2 separate regions of the Gossypium hirsutum genome follow, and region 2 is linked to region 1. A link is a contact called in public Hi-C data. All regions are on one chromosome and are shown on one strand. The core of a region is the stretch at or near the end of the contact, and the rest is flanking DNA. Distances in the headings are between cores, read along the strand shown.

Evidence for each region. Hi-C and Micro-C count contacts between places; a contact is called where the count stands out from the background.
Region 2: a Hi-C map of leaf shows a contact between it and region 1, with 2.0 times the contacts expected there. The contact joins the promoter of LOC107910300 here to the promoter of LOC107908088 in region 1. A contact is called at or near these places in 2 of 34 Hi-C or Micro-C datasets (callus and leaf).

What each region holds. Positions count from the first base shown.
Region 1 is chrD02:24,128,846-24,133,619 of Gossypium_hirsutum_v2.1, reverse strand. It overlaps LOC107908088 (probable serine/threonine-protein kinase PIX13), which reads left to right and starts at 2,883. Exons shown (of 6, transcript XM_041088683.1): 1 at 2,883-3,234; 2 at 3,321-3,688; 3 at 4,466-4,601; 4 at 4,702-4,774. The coding sequence starts at 3,180.
Region 2 is chrD02:24,681,629-24,686,402 of Gossypium_hirsutum_v2.1, reverse strand. It overlaps LOC107910300 (dolichyl-diphosphooligosaccharide--protein glycosyltransferase subunit 1A), which reads left to right and starts at 1,866. Exons shown (of 10, transcript XM_016838110.2): 1 at 1,866-2,110; 2 at 2,322-2,366; 3 at 2,476-3,110; 4 at 3,201-3,348; 5 at 3,427-3,603; 6 at 3,862-3,930; 7 at 4,059-4,148; 8 at 4,310-4,468; 9 at 4,559-4,774. The coding sequence starts at 2,015.

The DNA.
Region 1 (4,774 bases), core at 1,634-4,133:
TCAGTATGTGGCGTCGTAACGAGGAACCATTAATGTCGCGACGTCAACCCGATATTTTGAATTCTTTACATTTTGGTCCTAATTCGACCTCAGGTTTGGAATAGAGCTTTCATAAGCTCGTATAAAACCCAAAAATGGATATATATTATATCATATGCATGCATTGCTTGCAATTAACTATTTAATGATATAAAACAAATGTAATTTAATCATAGTTGCTCCGGCAATGGATGTGACACCTTGTATTCGGACCCGACGATCGGGTTGAGTATCGGGGTGTTACAGGGCCAATTCAAGTGGGTCAAATGAGTCTCATATAATTAGTTATCCGCGACCCCTAACACTAATACAAAGTTGTGATTCTACAGTGGTTGCATACATTGGTACAAGTCTGGCCACATATTCAGCAACTATTTTTTTTTGGTCGTAATTAGAGTATCCACCAATAATTAAGTAGCTTAACAAATATAATTTTTAATTTAAAAATAATAAAATATATAAATTTTCACAAAATTATATATTTTTATAATTTATTTTGAATTTTTCTACTAATTAAATGAGTGATTGATTAACTCTGATATTACCGTCAACAAGAGATTTTACATCGACATTGCTGCTTGATTTTTCTTTGTCAATGGCAACAAAAATTAGTTGAAGTAGATGATTGAGCCATTGCCATAAAAAGTGGTGTGTGGAAACTGAACCATGGAATTATCAAAAGTCATCACCAATCGATACTTTTGAAGGCACTTACACGTCGTCTCACATGGTGCTCAAAAAGTTAATTTTTTGCGTAGTGTATGTATGAACTGTGTGAGGTTTTTCACACGATGAGTGAAATTTAGAAGGCTAGACTTAGATCTCGGCTCCCCATTGATTCTCATTTTTATAATTCAACCAACACAGACGAGAGAAAGACAAGGTGGTGTTGTGGTCTTGATTTATAATTAATTAATTGTGGATAACATCTATCTATAATATATATAGAACTATGAGTTTGAAAAAAAAATTAATTTAGTAAAATTATTTTATTTTTCATCATATTATTAGATTGATATTTTAAAATAATTATAATATTTAATTTAAAAATATTAATTAAATTGTGATATTTATATATTAAAAAATTAATTATAATTTAATAGAAATTCTAGTAACTATTCATTTAAAAATAATTATAATTTAATTTTCAATTATTACTTAAAATAATTTACTTAAAGTAACTATAATTGAAGTAAAAGTTCAGGTAAATTTTTTTATAATTACAGTCATTTTAAAAAGTGTTTTTAATTTGATATTAGTTTTTTTATTATTTACAAATTAATAGAGTCGGTTTATTGAATATTAAGAAATTGAATAGTAAAAAGTGCAGAGTATCTTGAAAATAGTACAATGTTTTAATTATGATTTAATTTTTTAATATTATTAAAAAAATTATTGATATATTAATTTTTAATATGGTATTTGAAAAAAAATTATTATATGTGAATTGTTAAATAAATTAGCATATTTAAATTATATTTAATTATTAGAATAACAAATTAAAAATTAATTAAAATAAGATATTATTTAAAAATTAATTAAAAAATTAAACGAGTAAAATCATATGCAATGAATGTGCCGTTAGAAACTAATTATATAAAAAAAGAGACTCTTTTTAAATTCCTTTTTATTTTTCTAAAATATTTTCATATTTGAAAATTAAATTAAATTTATATTAAATTGAAAATGGAACCAGTTTGAAAAAAAATTATACTAAAAATTATTTCAAAAACTCGAACTAAAAACTTTATTTAAATAATATACATATTCTCATCGCTTGATTTAGGGTGGGTTTGGATAGGCGATTGGGTATGGTGCGGTGCGTTTAGCCTACTTTTTGTCGCACGCTACAGTATTGCTACAGTATTTAATCTCACCGCCACTGCTGTTTTTACACTAACCGCAGGTAAACGCACCGCCCATCCAAACTAACCCTTATTCTATTTATCTTTCGCCTAATACATTGTCATTCAAAATAAAGTAAAAGATCGGAGGTTTAATGCAGGTCATGTCAATGTAATGAAATGAAAATGAAATTCATCTGAGTTGAATGAGCCAACGATAGGGCCCACCTAGAAGCATAGCATAGGGCCCACTTAGAAGCATAGTATAGGGCCCATCAAGAAGCTCAAGCCATCGGGAGGAAATTGCCGTTGACTTCCTCCTTCATTTTTTTTATATTAATTAATTTTCTATTGCTAGCTGTCATGATGTTTTTGTTTTCAAATTTGGTTAAAAATTAAAATTATTTATTTTCCCTTCAATTTATAAAAAAAATCTTTTAATTTTTTATTTAATTTTTTTCTTTTAAAATTGTGTTGTTTATCAAATTATCTCAAAGTAAATGAAAAAAATTAACGTCGGTTAACTTTCTTAATATGACATTCATGTAGGGTGACACTCTACATGTATTTTATAATAATAATTAATTGATTCTTTTTTAAAATTAAAAATATTAAAAAATATTTTTTTAGAATTTTCATACTTTTTAAATAATTTAATAATTTTTATAATATTTTTAGATTTTTTAAAAAATTAATTAATTATTGAGATGACATCTATGTGTATGCCAATTAAGCAAAGTTAATAGACATTAACTTTTCTATCTATTTTAAAATAATTTGATAAGTAATATTAATTTAAAAATTAAATAAAATGTTAAAATAAATTATTATGGCTTAGAAATTTTGTTTTGGTTTTTGAGCTGGAATTCTGATTTGTAAATTTGTAAGGATAAAACGAAAATCTGAAATTTATATTAATTAAAGACTAATTTTTTATCACTCCAATTGTGATGAAGTCTTGTTGATAAATTCTTTATTAAATGGTAAGCAAATTGAAGAAAAGAGTGTAAAATGGGAGGTTGAAATGAGAAATAAGTGACAGAAACAAGAGGAGGATTTGATTAGTATATAAAACCAAGGAAAAAGTCCAAACAAACACCAAGTCTCCATTATCCCGTTCTCCTCCACATCCCATCTACTTGGTTGCTTCGCCCCTCGTTCTTCTCTTCTTCCTCGAACCTCAAGAAAGCTTTTCTTTTTTCTTTTAAAGTCAATAATCCTTTTGACTTGCTATATCTATTCAATCCCAAAGAAAAGATATCGAAATTGCAAAAAGAAAACAAGTTATCAGACCATATGGGGAACTGCTTTGGTACTCAAGTTGATCATCATAGCCAGCCACCCACCCCAGGTACGTACAAACAAACTTGCCTTGGATTTTCCGACAGCAGCAACCACCCCAACCAAACCAATTCATATGATTGAACACACATGCAGAAGATACGAAGAAGCTAAAGGACAGCAGCAACCAACATGGAGTGGTGCCACCTACAGGAAACAAAGAAAGCGGTGGCGGTGAAGGGAACGAAACAAGCAGTGGAAGAAGCAAGGAGGGCGAAGGAGGAGGAGTTCCGGCCAGTGGAAAGATTGTGAGCACCACCTTGAAAATATTCACTTTGGCAGAACTTAAGGCAGCCACCAGAAATTTCAGACCTGATACGGTGCTGGGTGAGGGAGGTTTCGGTAGAGTGTTTAAAGGTTGGGTTGATGATAAAACCTATGCTCCTTCTAAAGTCGGAGTTGGCATCGCTGTTGCCGTCAAGAAATCTAATCCCGATAGCTCTCAAGGCTTGCAAGAATGGCAGGTATTTTACTTTTTTATTTTATTTTATTTCTTATTTCCCATTCATTCTTACAAACATTTATCAACCATGTTAATTTCATTTTAGGACTCTTATTAAATTCATTTTTATCTTTACTTTTAGTACTTTTAAAAAAAATAAATTTATTTTATTCTTAAGTTCGTGTATAATCAGAATAGTCATTATATGATTGAATGAAGAGGCGTATTTGATAATGTAAACACCAGCCAGCAGAATTATTTTGTTTTCCGAAATATACGGCGCGTGTTATTTTATGTATACTTTTCTATGCTTTTTATAATTTGGCCTCATTTTCCATGAGATAGTTGGAATTTTATTACTGTATGTTCATGCAGGTTTAACACAATTGATTTATATTTTATGTATTCCCAGGTTCTCATTGTCTACTTATTTATCAATGTTAGGTTTAGTTGGAGTATTTTTTTTTCTTTTACACGGCAATAAATCAATTCAACTACTAATATTTAGTCCACTCTTATAACTTATTTTTAGTTTTGAAACTTTTTTGAAACTTTTTTATTATTTAATTTTAAGTTTAAATTTGTAGAAACTTTTTTTTATTTTACATCTAATTATTATAATATAGATAAAATTTTTCCTCATATTATTACATTAGTGATAAATGAGTAGTAAAACTACATCAAATTATGCACTGAAATTTGCATTTTTATGTAAAGAAATGATTTTCAAGAATGGTTGCATATGATATGAATGCTTTGAGATTAAGTTGATTTAGGGAATAATATTGTGTGAGAACAGGCGGAAGTTAAATTCTTGGGCAAGTTCTGCCATCCAAATCTGGTAAAGCTGTTGGGATACTGTTGGGAGGAAAATCAGTTCCTCCTTGTCTACGAATACATGCAAAAGGGAAGCCTGGAAAACCATCTCTTTAGATGTAAGTAATTAAGGAAAAACACACATTGATCTATCATATTCATTAAACATGCTATTTTTCGAGAAGATTAAAGCTTATTTTATATGTAAACTCAATGCAGTAGGCGGAGCAGAGCCTCTTACATGGGAAACGCGGCTTAAAATAGCCATTGGGGCCGCCCAAGGCTTGGCTTT
Region 2 (4,774 bases), core at 617-3,116, 550 kb before region 1:
TAATTTCCATACTTCATTGTCATGACATTGGCAGCAGTTCCAGCCCGAAGTTACATCTTTAGCTCCCAAATCAACTTGCATGACCACGTAACCTTATTAAATATCAAAATGTTAAAAAAAACTATAGAAAAACATAAATTACTACTTTGAATTTAAAAACACAAATAAACACTTAAATAAGAACCATGATCGTTGTTGATCAATCTGCCAAGTGAGTGTTTTTTTATTTCAAAATGTCATGCCAACAAATTTAATAGAAGAATTTTAATAATATTAACAATTGGACCTAAAAATTTGAAATCTAACAAATGGACTAAATTCCTAAAAATAAAAGTAAATAAACTAATTTTTAAATATAAGAAGAATATAGGGACTTAAAAGCATATTTTTAAAGAAAAAGAAATTTTTGGATTAACCCAATCTAGGCATGCAAGCCTACCTTCATGGTTCAAACTCAGCTCATTAAATGTCCAATTTTCAATCCCGCTATACAAAGTTGGGTAAACTACACTAGTAATCATTAACTATTAGTAATTTTTTTACCATTCAACTATGAAAAATTATAAAATGATCACTCAACTATTTGATTTTTCCTTTTTTAGTCACTAGTTGTTAGATGGCTAATGGAAATATGACATGACATCTTTTAAAATTGGCATGGTAACAAGTTCAACCCTAAATGTTTCTATATTCTATCAATTTAATCTTAATTCTTTAAAAAATAGGTCTTAATGTTTACACATTACCTAAATTTATCCTGTTTTACATGAAAATATAATTCAATACATGATGAGAAAATTAAAATATATTTTTTAAATTCTTATTAAATTAGATAATTCTCAAATACATTGATTTCGTTATACTTTAAATGGTTGAGAACTTGATATCTCTCGATGACAATTAATTCACTTTTTTTGTTTGTTTGAGTTGGTTGCCATTGATGAAGCAAATCGAAGGTTTTTTTTTCTTTAAGTTGTTAGACTTCAAATTAGGTTGAATTAATGAAATGGGTACTTTTTATTTTCAATGAATTGAATTGGCTAGTTTACAAATTTTAGGTAACTTTGTTTCTTGTTGTTGTTCTTCATTTTTCCATTGAGTTAAATGTAGGGGCAATGCCACAAAGGGATGAAGTGAGAACACTCTAAATGCTCATATTTACTAGTGAAATTCATCGCTTGATGTCAGTTTTGGCTATCGATAATGCAAGTTTACTCATGGTTATGTAAACCTTTCAATTTATCCACTCACTAGACTCAATTAAGTTTATTGCAACTTCAACTTTTGGAAGTTGATGATTCAAAAGCACTTTTATTTTCTTTTATATAGTGGGTTAATTGAACGAGTAGCAAGACTCTCTATGTTCGTTGGAGACATTAAAGCTAATGATGACAATAACAAGAGCAACTCAGTTGAATTGACTTCAAATGAATCAAGTACGGATTTTATGAAATTTGTGAAGAGGGAACTGACTATGATTGAGTCATCTCAACTACTAGTATTCAATCTAACGATAGAGAATTAGAGTATCAAAATTAAAGAATGAGAAAAAGTAAAAATGATGATATTAGGTTTTTTTGTATTTCTATTTTTAGTATACTTTTGATCAAATTTAGTTAATATTTTTTTAGTTTTTCAAGTGAGAAAGTCACAAAAATGCAAAAATATTAAATTACATAATATGTAAATATTGATGATTATATTTTTTAAAATAAATTCTAAATTAACATAACGTATAAATGTCTAAAAATTAAAATTATTACTATGTCAGTTTTAAAAGCAGATACGTTATTTTTCCATTAATCTTTAATTGATGGGTGATAAAAAATATATAATGACTATTTTATTATTTCTCATTTGAAAAAAAAGGAAACTAGTAATTGAGGGAATAGCAATGTAATTTAGCCTACAAGGTAACAATAGATTACCAAAAGAGCCCTCCGTTCACTACAGGAACCAGAAACAAAAGGAGTCAACTAGGGGTCAAGTGCAGTAGAGATTCAGTTTCCCGACAATGGAGAGTTTCGGGTTTTGTTTCCTTATGCTTACAATCGCAATTTTGGCATCACCCGCACTTTCCGATCTGGTCCTTTCCAAAGTCGATCGACGCGTAAGTTTTTATCCTTCTCTATTCAAATTTCCCAGCTTTCTAGGGTTTAATATTATTGATAGTATTCCTTGCGAGTTCATTTCTCTGATTGGTTCACGGCTGCTTCTGAAGATTTTATCCATCTGAAACATCATCTCTTGGGTTGATCTGAACTGCTACAATAGTTGTATCTGTAAAGTTTTTATGTTAAAAGCGTCCCTATGTGTTGCAGATATATTTGACATCACATATTGTTCGGATTTCTTCAACTATGAAGGTGCTTCAGTAACACTCACTTTTCTTTTCATTCTCAAATTGCTAATGCTTTCAACTCTATTATCTCTTTTCGGCTTTATTCTTTAATGTGCTGTTATATTGTCCTTTAGGTGGAGAATGCAGGTTCCGAAAAGGAGTCCAAGGTTTTGCTGGCTTTTCCTGAGCAACAAGCCAAAAATATGGCATATTTGATTGCTACTCCACATGAAGGGAAAGGGAAAGGAAAAAACCCTGTTGTTGTTCTCCCTGTTGAGGCTGCCAACCCAAAAGACATGCCTGCTGCTTTGACATTCTATTCAGTATCTTTGCCTAAGGGATTAGCTGAGGGTGATAGCTTCACTTTTGATGTCTTGGCCGTATTTACCCATGCCTTGCGACCTATTCCTGAGCAAATCACTCAGGCTGATATTCAGCTTGTACTATACCAGGATAGTGCACACTATCTATCTCCTTATGCTGTGAAGGTTCAGTCTCTAAGTGTTAAATTGCCTGATTCTAGAATTGAATCCTATACAAAACTGGAGAACACAAAGATTCATGGTTCAGAAATCAAATATGGTCCTTATGAGAATATTCCTTCATTCTCGTACTCACCCATAGCAGTTCATTTTGAAAGCAATTTACCCTTTGCTGTTGCTCATGAATTGGTGAGAGAGATAGAAATTTCCCATTGGGGTAATGTGCAAGTCACTGAGCATTACAAGCTCATACATGGTGGTGCCCAGAGCAAGGGTGAATTTTCCAGGTTACTTCATATCTTTACCTTTTTATGGATTATGGTGAGCACCGTGCCGGGTTGGAAGTTTGTTTCTGAATTATTACTTTGACACTACAGGCTTGATTTCCAGGCCAGACCCAACGTTCGTGGTGCATCGGCCTTTAGGTATCTTGTTGCAAACTTGCCACCAAGGGCACATTCTGTTTATTACAGGGATGAAATTGGCAATATATCAACATCTCATCTGAGGGGTGACTCCAAAAAGGTTATATTGCTGAGTAGGATTTAAGAGCATCTATCATTTGGTAGTTTATTCTTATTGAAGTACCATTTGTCTTTGTAGACGGAACTATTGATTGAACCTAGGTACCCGATGTTTGGTGGCTGGAGAACTGCGTTTACCATTGGATATGGCTTGCCGCTTCTGGACTTTTTGTTTGAGTCAGACGGGAAGCGCTTTCTTAATATCACTTTTAGTAGCCCAATGGTTGAGTTGGTTATTGATGCACTCATTGTGAAGGTTTGTATCACTTCCTTCCCGAGCTTGCCTAAAACTTGTATAAGTACATATTTCAACTCTTACTAAATAGACATAGTTACACTACTTATTTGTCATGATTAAAACATGTCACCAAGTAATAAAATGGGCACTAATGCTGCTGTCTTATTATGAGCTTAGGATTAAGATATGTACTTGTGTGGTATAATTGCAGTCTGGTGAATGATAAGAGTGTTGTTTTCTTAGCATCCTCTTATTGATCTGGTACTTCGGTTGCAGGTTGTTTTGCCTGAGGGTTCTACTGACATATCTGTAGCAGCTCCATTTCCTGTGGAGCAGTGGCAAGAGGTATTAGCAGGCTTATTATTTCTCTTCTATTGGAACTTATGTTGTATAACATAGGGTCATATTTGTGTTGAACTTTGAGTCTGAAGGCTTTGGTTTTTTATATCTAATGTGTTTATGGTTGTATGCAGACCAAGATCTCCCACTTGGATATTGATGGTAGACCAGTAGTTGTGCTAAAAAAAACTAATGTTGTGCCTGAGCACAATCAATTTTTTCAGGTATTCTTCTTTCTCAATTTTCAGTCTGAATATGCACACTGCTTCTAGCATACTAGTGTAATGCCACCGTTCTGCTACCTCCAAACACAGAATATTGGACATCAGGTTTTCATAATCCTATATTTACAGGGTTAATGGTTTGCTGTTTGTTTACCTTTCAGGTCTATTACCATTTCAGTCAACTATCGATGCTCAGGGAGCCACTGATGTTAATTTCAGGGTTTTTCTTCTTTTTTGTTGCTTGCATTGTTTATATGCATGCAGACATATCAATCTCCAAGTCTTCTGCTTCTTATTTGGCTAAACAGCAGTGGGAAGAGGTTAGTAGGATGTTACTATGCAATCTACTTTGCTCACCCAAATCACCATGTACAAGTGAATTGTTTTGTGAATTTTCTCTGTAATTTCAGGTTCAGGCAGTGATTCAGCAGGTTCAGAATATCATAAGTAGATGCTTGACAACACATGATAACCTGGAAGCATCACTACGTGATCTTTCTAGGACTGGGAACATTCAAGCTTGTAAAGCTGCTCGAAAAGCAGCTGATGGTTTGTTAAAAGAGCTGTCCAAAGAATTGAAACCCTTGCTGACCTTCTTGCAATCTTCTCCATCAGCTGCTCAAGTA